Linked DNA regions of Hordeum vulgare: all the other regions are linked to region 1. A link is a contact called in public Hi-C data. All regions are on one chromosome and are shown on one strand. The core of a region is the stretch at or near the end of the contact, and the rest is flanking DNA. Distances in the headings are between cores, read along the strand shown. Region 1 has its middle 4.7 kb from the start of LOC123412271. Region 2 holds the start of LOC123440700 (phospholipase D zeta 1). Region 3 has its middle 240 kb from the start of LOC123412271.

Region 1 (4,153 bases), core at 1,510-4,009:
CGACGAAATGTCTCAACAAGACCGGTTACATTTGCTCCTGTACGATCTAATGATTAATGTTTCATATAGTTCAGTTTGCATATGATGATTGCTTGCAAACCATGAACGTGTAGGAGACGTACTTGGAAAGTATGATCAATGAGAATGAAGATCCAGCCCATGTGGAATATGAAAGGGAGGAGACGGCCTCATTTGTGATTGGGGCAACATCCGATCCCAATCCTACCAAGAAGAAGAAGAAGGGCAAGACGACGAAGACAAGAGGGCTTGCCTTCTTAAGATTTGAGGACATCCTATTGGTCAAATCTTGGTTGAACACGACATTGGATCCAATAAGTGGCACCGAGCAAAAGGGGCCATGTATTGAGAGAAGATTTGGAAGGACTATCATGAACGAAAGGAGTATGTGGATCCGCATCCTACCGTGAGCACCCGCAATGTAGCGTCTCTTCAACATCGATGGGGGTCATTCAAGGATAAGTGAACAAGTAAGTTTGTTACTACTTACAAGTGACCAAACGGTCTTAAAGTGGGATGGGAGTGACAACTCATGTAAGCTCGATTGCCTCATCTTATTATCATTTCAATATGTTGGTGTATTTTTCATTCTTGTGATCATACGTATGTATTATGCTAGGCGGCGATGGTGGACACTTTGTATCACGTGACCGAGAAGAGGCCATTTGGTTTTAGCCGTTGTTGGCTCTTATTGGATGGCAAGCCAAAGTGGCAACAAGTTGTGGCCGACCTCAAGGCAGGCAAGAAGAGAAATGATTGATCAAGCTCCCACTAATCTACTGGCTTGGACGATGATGACGACGATGTTGTTGTCACCAATGAAAAAGCTATCGTGCCAAAGGATAACCGGCTAGTCACGGGAAATAAGTGGAAGAAGGCAAGGATCTCCCGTGACGTCGTGTCTACAAAAATGTCGTCCACATGGACGGGCATTTTTTCGTCAAGGGAGAACAAGAATGAGGAGAGGTATAAGCTTAAGTTGGATGCGTAAAGGGAGAGGATGGAGTGGGATCGGACGAGGGCAAAGAGGCGATTTCAAATTGAGAGGGAGAAGATCGAGTTGGAGAAGCAAGAGGCGGCGATCAAATGTGAACTCCAGAAGGCCAAGACATTTGGAGAGATTGAGCTCGAGAAGGAGAGGTTCCAACTCTCACGCGATGCGGAGGATGCAAAAAATCATTCTTGCGGATGAATCTACGTTGGATGAACATGCCAAAAATGGCTTGTGGATAAGAAGAAGGAGATCAACGACCATAGAGCGTTGGAGGCGGCCAGGATGGCTACGACTGCGACAGTGGAGCAGGCAGCCAGGATGAAGGAGGAGGAGGTAGCCCGGATGCAGGCGGAGATGGATGTCCAGAAGGAGCAGGACGCATGGATGAACTCGTCCGGCCAGTGATCCGACAATCAACACTTGTCGGTCAGACATTGCTTTCATTTTGGCATGTTTGTTTGGTTGAACTATGATATCATTTGCTTTTGTTTAAAACTGTTGAATTCGAAAAATTTGTATCGGATGGTCGACGTGCATGCATGACTTTGTATGGATTTAAGAGTCCGGATATAAGGTATGTGAATGCACGGAACAAAATATGAGAAGCTGTCTGAATGCTTTTGCGATCATGCCAGGGCTCGTCAGCGGACGTATAGTGGGACGGATTTGCCTAGTCCGAGTGTAGATGTTGCTCCTGTGATGCACAGGATAGGAAAAATAGAGGATTGCTACTTATGACTTACATGCACGTTTGAATTCTATGGAATTGTAAAACAAAGGAATTAAGACAAATGCGTGTTTGGTGGAAGCATATGATTTTTTCCAAGATCTCAGACTTTATTTTGTGAAATTTTCTACGAGATATACTATGAAAATTTCCATAGGAACGATTCCTACAAATCAAGGCTTCCAAAAAATATTCCATAGGATCACAATTGTTGTGGAAATCCCGTAAATATCCTGTGAATCAAAGTAGCTTTCCCGTGGAACATCAGATCCTCCCTTTCGTGCAGCAGTAGTCATGTGTTGTCTACCATTACCAAAGCAACGAAACCACTGACCTTTCCACACATGTACAGTAAGTACGTGGTACCAACTGGACGCACCCATTGTAGATTCGGTTCTTGGAGCTAGCTGCCAGCTCCTTGAGTCGTGGATGCGGTCCACTAGTCACTACAGTACTGCTGTAGATGCAACAGCATGGCCACTCACTAGCAACAGTATGGAGCAGTACATCACCAAACACACATCTCTCTGATCAGGTCGCGCACGTTTCGTCAGTTTCTTGCCGCCCCATCCCATGCATGCTTGCATGCATGCCTATCTTCCAGCTCACAGTCACACGACAGATTAGATAAGCCTCGGGCCTCACAGCTACAACACCTACCTGGCTACCCAACGTACCGAGAAGCGCCCTAAACATTCTTGACAAATCCAGCACGCTTCCGTTCCAAGAGTAGTTCTACTCCAGGCAACGGCGACGTCCAACTAAAAAAATCTCTCTCTTTCCAGCCGATCGATCACGTTGTCGTCGTCCGTGGTCAGTTGTACCGTCCTCAGATCGTACCGTTTCGTACGCCCGACGGCGACGTGATCAGGCGGGGCTCCCGTCGTCGCCTCCCATTTTCCAAAGGCACGACGACAAGACAAGCGGTTCCATGCGCTCCGCGGGAAGGGGCACCGTCGAAAGCAACGGCCATGCACATGCGCGCACCGGTGCACCGCCAAACTTGACCGCCGCTGCCGCTGCCGCTGGGCTGAGGTGGACGTGGGTGTACGGAGACCCATGACGTGTGACTCATGGTATTATCTTCACGATAGTATTCTGTGGGGAGAAAGATGGTTGTTGATGAAGAGATGCCAAAACGAGGAGAGGGGGCATCTTGGAGCATAATGCATGTGGTTGTACGATAAGGTACGGCAGAGTGATCTGGACGGAGCCGGGGATTAATTAGTTGGCCGCGCGTACTGTACGGCGTTGGTCACGAGCTGCGGAATATTTGGTTGATTTTGAGCACCTTGGGGTGGGGCGATGTGATGCGTGGCGGGCATGATTGGCTCCCACCGGCATTCACCATGTGCCGACGAACATGATGTTTACCGAATATCGAAGCATCAGCGAAATTTTTTGCTGGAGCCGCCGGTCAGATGTTTCTACTTGCTAGCTGTTCGTTAGCGGTCACCGGTTGCTCTCAAAGTTTGGGATTGATGCTTGACGCTAATCCAAGCAAGCAAGGATGGCACGCCGCCGTCGCATAATGACCGCCCAGCGAAGCTAGACGGCACCAGTCGCGGCTGAAAGAGTACGGTGAGAGCAACACGCAAAGTCACGAAACCAGCAACAAAAATGCCTCCCCGCTTCCGCTCTTTCTTTCTTTTTCAAATATATATTTTTTGTACTGTACAACATTGGTGAGGGCGGCGATGAACAATGATGAGATGGTGAGGTGCTTCGCCAATTTCCAAACTCAGCACGCCATGGCGGTGATCATATTTGGAAAAGGGGGTGGGGGGTGAGAATACAGAATGCTTAACCCTTGTTCAGGAGCTCGGATGCGGTTTATATAAAGTATCATGACCGGCCGAGTGCCATTACAAGGATGAATTAATGCTAATAACTACGAAAGTTACTAATAACAGCAACTCTAACTCTGACGTTACCGGTAATGTCGGTGTTCACTGCACTTCATGTGGTAGTTTAAGTCTGTTGTCGTTGCAATCTCTTTGTCGTCCACACATTGCTTTGGTCCGAGTGTCGGGGCGCGTTCGACTAACCGAAGGTGGTTCGAGTGACTTTGAGCATCAGAGTGAGAACCTATTTGCCCAAGTAAGACCGAGACTGCTCCGATATCTTTGAGGACATTGATGATCCTGCGAGGCCTTAGGTGGGCCTAGGAATGCAGGTGAGTGTCCCTGCCCCTAATGTATAACCCTGTCAGTAGCCCTCAAATCGGCTGAGGTTTTTACTGGCCGAGCGATAGGCACTTCTCAGTGTCCTCGGTGTCTCGGGGACGCCGGTGTTGTAGCTCAGGGCTACTTCACCCGGACTCTCAGTAAACCACTACGGATTCAGGAGTGAAAAAATCTGACCGTTTGACCATGTCTGCATGCTTGCAGTCGGTAGAAATTGTGAACCAGGAG
Region 2 (4,066 bases), core at 445-2,944, 170 kb after region 1:
CTAAACTAAGCTAAACCTAAACCTAAACTAACCTAAAACTAAAACCAAACCTAAACTAACCATGCCATAGTAGTTTAAATGGGCCTAAACTATCAATTTATCAATTTACCAATTTATCATATTGTTGCAAGTCAATTTGTTAAAATTCGAGAGAGAGAGAGAGAGAGAGGGAGTCTCACCTGAGAGGATCCTGGGCCGCTGCTGCTGGTCTTCTCCTTGGCAGACGGGGGTGAGCTCGGGTCCAGGCGCAGCTACGAGATGGCGGTGGAGGAGGGGGTTGCAGGGAGGAGGAGGCGGTGCTGGAGGAGGGGGTCACACAGAGGAGGATGCAGTGGTGGAGGAGGAGGGGGTCGTAGGGAGGAGGAGGCGGTGGTGGAGGAGGAGGCAATGATGGAGGAGGGGTCACACGGAGGAGGAGGGCCCGTGGAGGAGGAGGGCGGTGGTGGAGGAAGGGGCGGTGGTGGAGGAGGAGGGCGATGGTGGAGGGGAGGGCGAGCTCCGGCAGCAGGTCGCGGGAGAGGAGGGGAGGGCGAGCTCCGGCGGCGGGGGTGGGTTTCGGGGGTGAGAGAGAGAGAGAGATCCAACCGTTATGGGGGAGAGAGGGGGTGTGGGGGTGGGGGTGATGGCCGTTAGGGCGTCACCCTCTTTGCCGCCTGTCCCCCGACGACAAAGAGGTACAAGGCAGACGACAAAGAGGGGCATCCGTTAGGGCTGGTTGGCCAGCGGACCAGGGGGCCATCCCATGCCCTATGTCGTCTGCCTGTTGCCTCGGCAAAGAGCTCACATATGGCAAACAATGTCTTTGTCGTCTTTTTGGCAGACGACAAAGAGCAAACTGATGGCAAACATTGTCTTTGCCATCAGTCTGCTCTTTGTTGTCCGGTGTTTGCCAGCTGACGGTAAAGAGGTTCTTTGTCATGTGTCAGCAGACGACAAATGCATGACGGACGACAATTTACTGGATTCCAATAGTGTGGGGCACCCTCAGCCTTTGAGCCTTCAAATATAAGGGTCTCGGATGTGAATTTTCGGCACCCTTTAATATTTACGGGTTGGTTCATTATTAGTGTATTTGTTCTGGATGCTTTTTTTTTACCAAAAACTTAAAATACAAAAAATATAAAGATTTAATTACTTTTAAGACGTATATGCTCTTATTACATTCCAAAACAACCATCCATCCTTAACAGCTACTCCCTGAGTCCCATAATACAAGAGCTTTTTTGATACTATGCTAATCTAGAAAATGCTCTTATATTATGAGACGGAATGAGGGAGTGCATGCTTTTATTTATTTTTAAAACAGACGCAAGCGCTCATGCCTCTATGAACGCACGCACACATACCTTATCCTTATAAGCATCTTCAAGAGACTGAGCCGACATATCATCTTGAAATTTACGTGCCTCGTCGTCGACGGAAACGTCTCCTCCCACTAAAACGCATCATCAAAAATACTAAAATAAATTCAAAAATAATGCCATCAACAAGACTTAAACTATATCTCTAATCATCTAAGTTGGTTTGCTCTTTCACTATTCTTTAAATGTACCACTCCATCATGTTTGTGCATGTCTATATTCAAATCATCAAATGGGCCCGTGGCAATAAAGCACGTACGTTTTTTGCCGACCTGCTGTCCGTTTCCACCGGTCCCGACTCCACCGAAGTTTGGAAAGGTGGTTGCTTCTCCCGGCGTCCGTGGAAGGCCGACGCGTGCACCAGCCCAAGCCGGCCCCACACACGACGCTCCGTGATTCTCCGTCCCCCAAACCCGAATTCCTCCATGTTCCTCCGCTGTTTCTTTTGATGATTTGATCCGAGAAGAATCTCCCCGTTCTCCCGGTTGCGTTCCCGGAATTCGTAGTTTCCCCCATCCAGTTCGAAAGTCCAAGCCGTGGGATTCTGACGTCCTTCTCGCGTTCCGGCCCCCTTTCCTGCCGGCCCATTCCCGCACCCCCAAGGAAACCAAACCAAATCCGTATACAACTCGGGGGAAATTCGCCGTCCAGCCAGCCAGATCGGACGAGCCCCCGTCCGGCCTGCCCCCCCCCCCCCCCCCCCCCCCCTTCGCGAAGCTTCCATGAACATGGAGCGCCTGCCGGCGGAGCGCCACGGCCACCGGTACGAGCGGATGCAGCCGGAGCCCGCCGCCGAGGGGGACGCGTCGGCGTCCTCCTCCTCGTCGCCGTCGGCGCCGGCGCGGCGGCCCGAGGTCCTCGCGGCGTCGGCGTCGTTCCGGCTCTCCGAGGCCGCGCGGGTGTTCGAGGAGCTCCCCCGCGCCACCATCTTCTCCGTCTCGCGCCCCGACGCCGGCGACATCACCCCCATGCTGCTCTCCTACACCATCGAGATCAACTACAAGCAGGTCCGCGGATCCTCCTCTGCCCACCCTTACTCTTCTCCTGTTCACGATTCCGAACATATCGTACTTCTCATCGGGGATGCCCGACTCTGCTCGGGTTCCTGGGAGGTCGTGCGAATTCGGCGTCATGAGATGCTGCTGATTAGTCCGAAATTTTGCGTGGACAAAATCTATGATCAAGTTAGGCGTCCCAGTTTAATTGGACGGCACTTACTCTTGTTGTAGCCACGCTTCTGGTTGTTGCCTCAATTGCTTCGTTTGGTTCTAGGTTTTCACACCATCAGTTGATTTGAGTGGCCAATAATCCAGTATACTAATAGCAGGACATGAACGCGGGCATTTGAATTGAGATTCAATTTTCTCCCACTGATGGCATTGCTAGTGGGGTGTGACTATTGCGTTGTTGGGTGCTCGACCTTCATAGTTTGGTGTTAGAAGGCGAGGACTCCAAGTATGAAATGTGTCAGGTTATTTGTTGGCTCAAATTCGATTCGGATAAGTGCAGTTTCAGTTCTTCTGAATTGACGGCCCAGGCTAATTAGCAATGATGGGTTTATGTTCAGAATGTCCTTGAACGTGTATATGAAATTTGGATAGTAAAGAGCTACACTCGCAGGTCCAAGTGCAACATTGTGCCGCTACTGTCTCATAAACTACTAATTTGAACTTTGGGGATTTTCTTCCTTAATATTTGCTGAAAGTGCTGAGTTTTCATTTGGTTACAAAAACTTAGGAATGCATTTATTTCATGAATTGGGCTTTCAGATAAACTATCATGGATAGCTATCGTTGTCCTTATTGAGTACAAAGGATTCGTAATGTAAAATGTGCCAACTTCTTATGGGCAAACTGTTTTGTTTACCCAATAACTTCTAACGTTCCATGTCTCGTCTTAAGTTCTTGGACAAAAATGACCATTCTTGTCCTTCTGGGGTTCTTGAATGATTATTTAGTGCTTACACGGCTTTTTGACTAGGATAGACCAATTTTAGACCTAGAACTTGATTCTTTAGAAGATAAGAAATAAATTGCAGGACATGCATGGCTAATAACCGGTACTTGCATCAGTTTGCATATCACAAGAATGCATCCTAGATTAATATATTTTCAATCATTTTGACCTCTTACATTACAAAATAACCATAGTGTTGATTGCTGACTTGTCTGTTCTTACTCCTTGATAATTTGGTGCATGATTTAGTGGTCAACAGGTTGTGAAAATAGATTCTGCTGCCTTTTGCATCAGATACCTTAACATGCTGTAGGGTACTATCTGGAGCTTAAGTTTGTGATAAGTTCAAAGTTAGTAGAACTCATGATACATCGTACGAGTGCACATGTTCATAAACGCATGAACAAACACTAAGCTGTCAAATAGAGAAAGAACCCATGGGACACATGTGCCCTGGAATTTTTTGCTAAGTGTTTGTATTTGGTCAAATGCCTAGCGAAAATCATGATTTGTTGTTAGGTATTGAACCAAATAGGTACTTGCTACTTGTGATGCCTATTCCCTCCTAATATGTGTTCTGTTGTTATTATTCCATTAAATACAGATGCGTCATATGTGGACTAAATAATGTTCACTACTTCTATCAGTTTAGGTGGCGTCTTTTTAAGAAAGCTTCCCAGGTTCTCTATCTACACTTTGCATTGAAGCGACGTGAATTTCTTGAAGAATTCCACGAGAAGCAGGAACAG
Region 3 (4,096 bases), core at 711-3,210, 240 kb before region 1:
ACTATTAGAATATAAAATCACATTCCAAAGAAATGCTCGACAATCTAAGCATGCTTAGGTCTAGAATTTTTCAAGACTTAGTATTATTCTAGATATGATGGCCGTGGATTCAAAGTCTAATATGTCTACTAAATAGAAGGTATTACATCATGAAAATTCAATTTGATTGTCAGATAAATCACCTAGGTGTAGAGTTAGGAGTTCAAATCGAATTTGTGTAAGCTGACGTTGAAGTAATTTTTTCTAAAGGCCATATTTTATTGACTGAAAATAAAGCATCAAGATGATACAAACACAATGAACAGATCCGACCTCTTCATAGCCAAGATGTTGTTGAAGCGTAATGATAGATCCATGTTTCTTCTAAATAACTACAGCTCCATAACAGTGACACTTAATTCGATCATGTTGAATTTAGGCACCATTTATGGAGCTATAGATTTGCACCTCCTAAAACTCAGGTCCAACCTACTTTAACTACATATTTTCTATCCCCGATAAGGAAGAACTACATACTATGTGGACCATTACTACACCTAAATTCTATTATGATTATTTTTTAACCATTTGCACTTCAGTTGGTCAAGAGAGTAAAATAATATTGTTTAATTAAATTGAATTCAACTATATTTCTATTTTCATAACTCAATTTATGCTGCCTCCATCATCTTGCTTCACGTACAGAAACCAAAGTCGATCCTGCATAAATATCATCGGAATTTAATGGTGAGTTTTAGGATCCCTTTGAAATCTATAGTGGCCAAAAAAATATCATCGGAATTTAATTCACAATTCAATTCTACAAAATAGTAAACGACTGCACACATGCAAATCAAGGTCCATAGTGGAACACAACAATAAAAGGAAGCATGATAGCCGTGGTAATCAATTGACTCGTATTGAAGAACGCATGTAAATTTAGGTTGCTGGCAAAATCCATCACGTACAGGCTATAGGCAAGGCAAGGAGTATCATGGATTCATGGTAGGAGTATGCACTTACACAGCCCGTTACAAATTACAAACTTACAGCGACCAGGGTGGAGTATTGAAAATTGGTGTGGCCGTGATCCACTGATGCGACCCACTGATTAATTTCTGGCAAGATAGCTTGATTGCGTTTTGAGCTGCTCGATCTTCTCCTACAATCATGTACTCCCTCCGTCCCAAAATAACTGTCTCAAGCTTAATACAAATTTGTACTAGAGCTAGTATAAAGTTGAGACATTTATTTTGGGACGGAGGGAGTACAAAACTAGCTAGCTTCCTCTGTGCGGCTGATGGATACACATCTGGCCTAAACGGCTAAACGTCTTCAAAGCTAGATAGATCTCCGCGTACGGTTGATGGATACGCATCCGGTCGGTTTGTGCGAATCTATAACCATAGGTATGGTGTGCTGGAATGCTTAGCCCCCACACAACGCGTATCTCATAGGCAAGAAAAAAATGCCTTTATATTACATAGACTATTTTCTGATTAACGTGGGATTTTTTAGCTAATATTTCTACCTTTTCTCGTATTTTGCTTTTAATATATACTCCCTCCGTTCTTAAATATAAGTCTTTTTAAAAATTTCACTAGGAGACTACGTACGGATGTATATAGACATACTTTAGAATGCAGATTCACTTATTTTCCTCTGTATCTAGTTTCCTAGTGAAATATCTAAAAAGACTTATATTTAGGAACGGAGGAAGTAATAGATAGATAGATAGGTTGATAGAAGATATCTGTTTCCTGTCAATCGACTACGTTGTCGTCGTCCGTGGTCAGTTGTACCGTCCTTAGATCGTACCGTTTCGTACGCAGACGGCGACGTGATCACACGGGTCCCGTCGTCGCCTCCCATTTTTCAAAGGCACGACGACAAGATCCATGTGCTCCGCGGGAAGGGGCACACCACCATCGAAAGCAACGGCCATCGATATAACAACACGCGCACCGGTGCACCGCCAACTTGACCACCGTTCCTTCTGCCTGCTGGGCTGAGGTGAACGTGGGTGTACGGAGAGGAGAAAGATGGTTACTGAAGAAGGGATGCCAATACGACGAGGGGGCATCTTGCCTTTAATGCATGTATGTCTATGACGTTGTACGACAACGTACAGTAGGATGATCTAGACGGAGTTGGGGATTAATTAGTTGGCCGCGCGTACTGTATGTGTGTTGTGTTGGTCACGAGCTGCGGAATTTTGATTGATCTTGGACACCTTGGGTGGGGTAATGTGATGCTAGCTCCTGCTTGGCATAATTGGTTGAACGTCGCCAAGCAGCTCGGACGGTAGCCTCCGCCGCAAGGCGCATGCCGTACTGCTGCGTCGACGCCAACCCTGCTCCATTTCAGTGCCGCAGCTTTGTCTTGTCGACGACGGCAAACATGGATTAGTGCACGCTTTTCTATTCATCGGTATGTCTAAATCGGGCGACACGGCGTATGACAATACGGACGGGAAGATGATGGAGATAATCCACGACGGGGGCGGAGGCCAAAGTGAAAGTGGAGATATAGGGAACGTGCTACACACAAAAATGCACGCAATGCTAGCTAGACCTTACGACCTACTTAAGGTCTGTTAGAGCATCTACCCGTGAAACTTGTAAATCCGGTCACTTAAACGTCTGCGGATGCATCCGTTCAGTGACGGCTGTTTTTGATTTAAGTCCTACTTTTTCATTATATGTCCAATCATTTGCATGTGATTGATGAAGAAGAAAAGAAAGAAAGAAAAAATGAATAAAAAAATAAAAGGTGGTCTGGGTGGGGTGGTGTCTTATGTGGCGGAATGACCGACCGTGCCCGGACGCGTTCAAAATCCCTTATATCGTTCCCATATTTGAGATGGATATGACGGATGTCGGTCAGTCTGGACGTTTGAGATGGGTATGAGGGGTCCGGGTGGATAGATGTTTTATGACCGGTCAGTGACCGGGTGGGCTGCCCGGACGTTTGAGGTGGGTTTAAGGGGTCCGGCTATAGATGCTCTTATGTGTTATACATAAACAACATTAAATCCGTTGCGACCAGATCTTCGAATCTAGATATCATATCGACATGTTTTGATCACTATTTTTGATTAAAATTTGACATCTCTATTGCACATAAATTACCATCATAATTAAATTAAAGTTGTCATGGTATATTTCAACTACTTTTTTTATGTTTAAAGTAAATTTTGACATATTATGTAAAGAAATTAAGAAACTAAACTTGACATGACGAATTAGTAAAATTTATCATGATCCATAAAATAATTTTGACATGGTTCATAAATAAAAAAGAAATATGCCGCCAATTACTTTAAAAATGCATGGTGAATGGCTTAAATTTGCCATGAACCATAAAATAAATTTTTCATGATTAATTACTTAAATTTGCCATGATACATGCACCAAAATTTGCAATGGTTCATAAAGAAAATATTTTTCAAGTTTAAAATACTAGAATAGCAATGATCAAAATACTAAAATTGCCATGATCTATAAACTAAATTTGCAATGATGAATTACTAAAGTTTATCATGATCCTTGAATTAAATTTACCGTGGTTAATTACTAAATTTTTCCATGACCAATTAATAAAAATTGCCGTGAAAAGCATTTGAAATACAATGGTAACTCTAAATCTAGAAGAAAAAGAACTGGATAAAACATGTCATGGCAACTTTATTGTAAACACCATGACAAGTTCAGTGTAAACATCGTGATAACTTTTGACCCTAAAAAAGTCGTCAAAACATATCAATATGAGATCTAGTTTTGAAGATCTTGTCGAGACGGATTTAATGGTGAAAATTAACTTTTAATTAGATTTTTTATTTAAGAGATAAAACATTTCTGAATCAAAACCAAAAAGATTACGTTGATGTTGTATTTTTGATTTGGCAAGATGGATGATTAAGAAGACGTAAAAATCATGTTATCTCGTGTCATACGGGTGGATGTTATCATCTAGGTTGCTTTATGCCTAGCTGCGAAGCGGCCATTACTCCCTGGTTTTTCTTGAGCCCTATAAAATACAAGTGTATACGTTTACAATCGGTTAAGAAATCCAACAATCCAATCGAGGCCTAGCTCGTCGCTTACACAATGGCATC

What was found. Hi-C and Micro-C count contacts between places; a contact is called where the count stands out from the background.
Region 2: a contact with region 1 is called in a Hi-C map of seedling, with 4 times the contacts expected there. The contact joins the promoter of LOC123440700 here to the enhancer-like site in region 1. A contact is called at or near these places in 3 of 6 Hi-C or Micro-C datasets (leaf and seedling) and 1 of 1 datasets of contacts at active chromatin or transcription factors (embryo).
Region 3: a Hi-C map of leaf shows a contact between it and region 1, with 8 times the contacts expected there. The contact joins two enhancer-like sites. A contact is called at or near these places in 3 of 6 Hi-C or Micro-C datasets (leaf and seedling) and 1 of 1 datasets of contacts at active chromatin or transcription factors (embryo).

The regions. Positions count from the first base shown.
Region 1 is chr1H:405,372,537-405,376,689 of MorexV3_pseudomolecules_assembly, forward strand. No RefSeq gene overlaps it. Among protein-coding and RNA genes, the nearest start is that of LOC123412271, 4.7 kb to the left of the region's middle. Within about 2 kb of position 2,760, at least 3 of the 3 cell types and tissues checked have open chromatin away from gene starts, as enhancers often do. A contact at or near this core is called in leaf and seedling, where this site is marked.
Region 2 is chr1H:405,539,265-405,543,330 of MorexV3_pseudomolecules_assembly, forward strand. It overlaps LOC123440700 (phospholipase D zeta 1), which reads left to right and starts at 1,695. Exons shown (of 20, transcript XM_045117257.1): 1 at 1,695-2,368; 2 at 3,965-4,066. The coding sequence starts at 2,084.
Region 3 is chr1H:405,128,616-405,132,711 of MorexV3_pseudomolecules_assembly, forward strand. No RefSeq gene overlaps it. Among protein-coding and RNA genes, the nearest start is that of LOC123412271, 240 kb to the right of the region's middle. Within about 2 kb of position 1,961, at least 1 of the 3 cell types and tissues checked has open chromatin away from gene starts, as enhancers often do. A contact at or near this core is called in leaf, where this site is marked.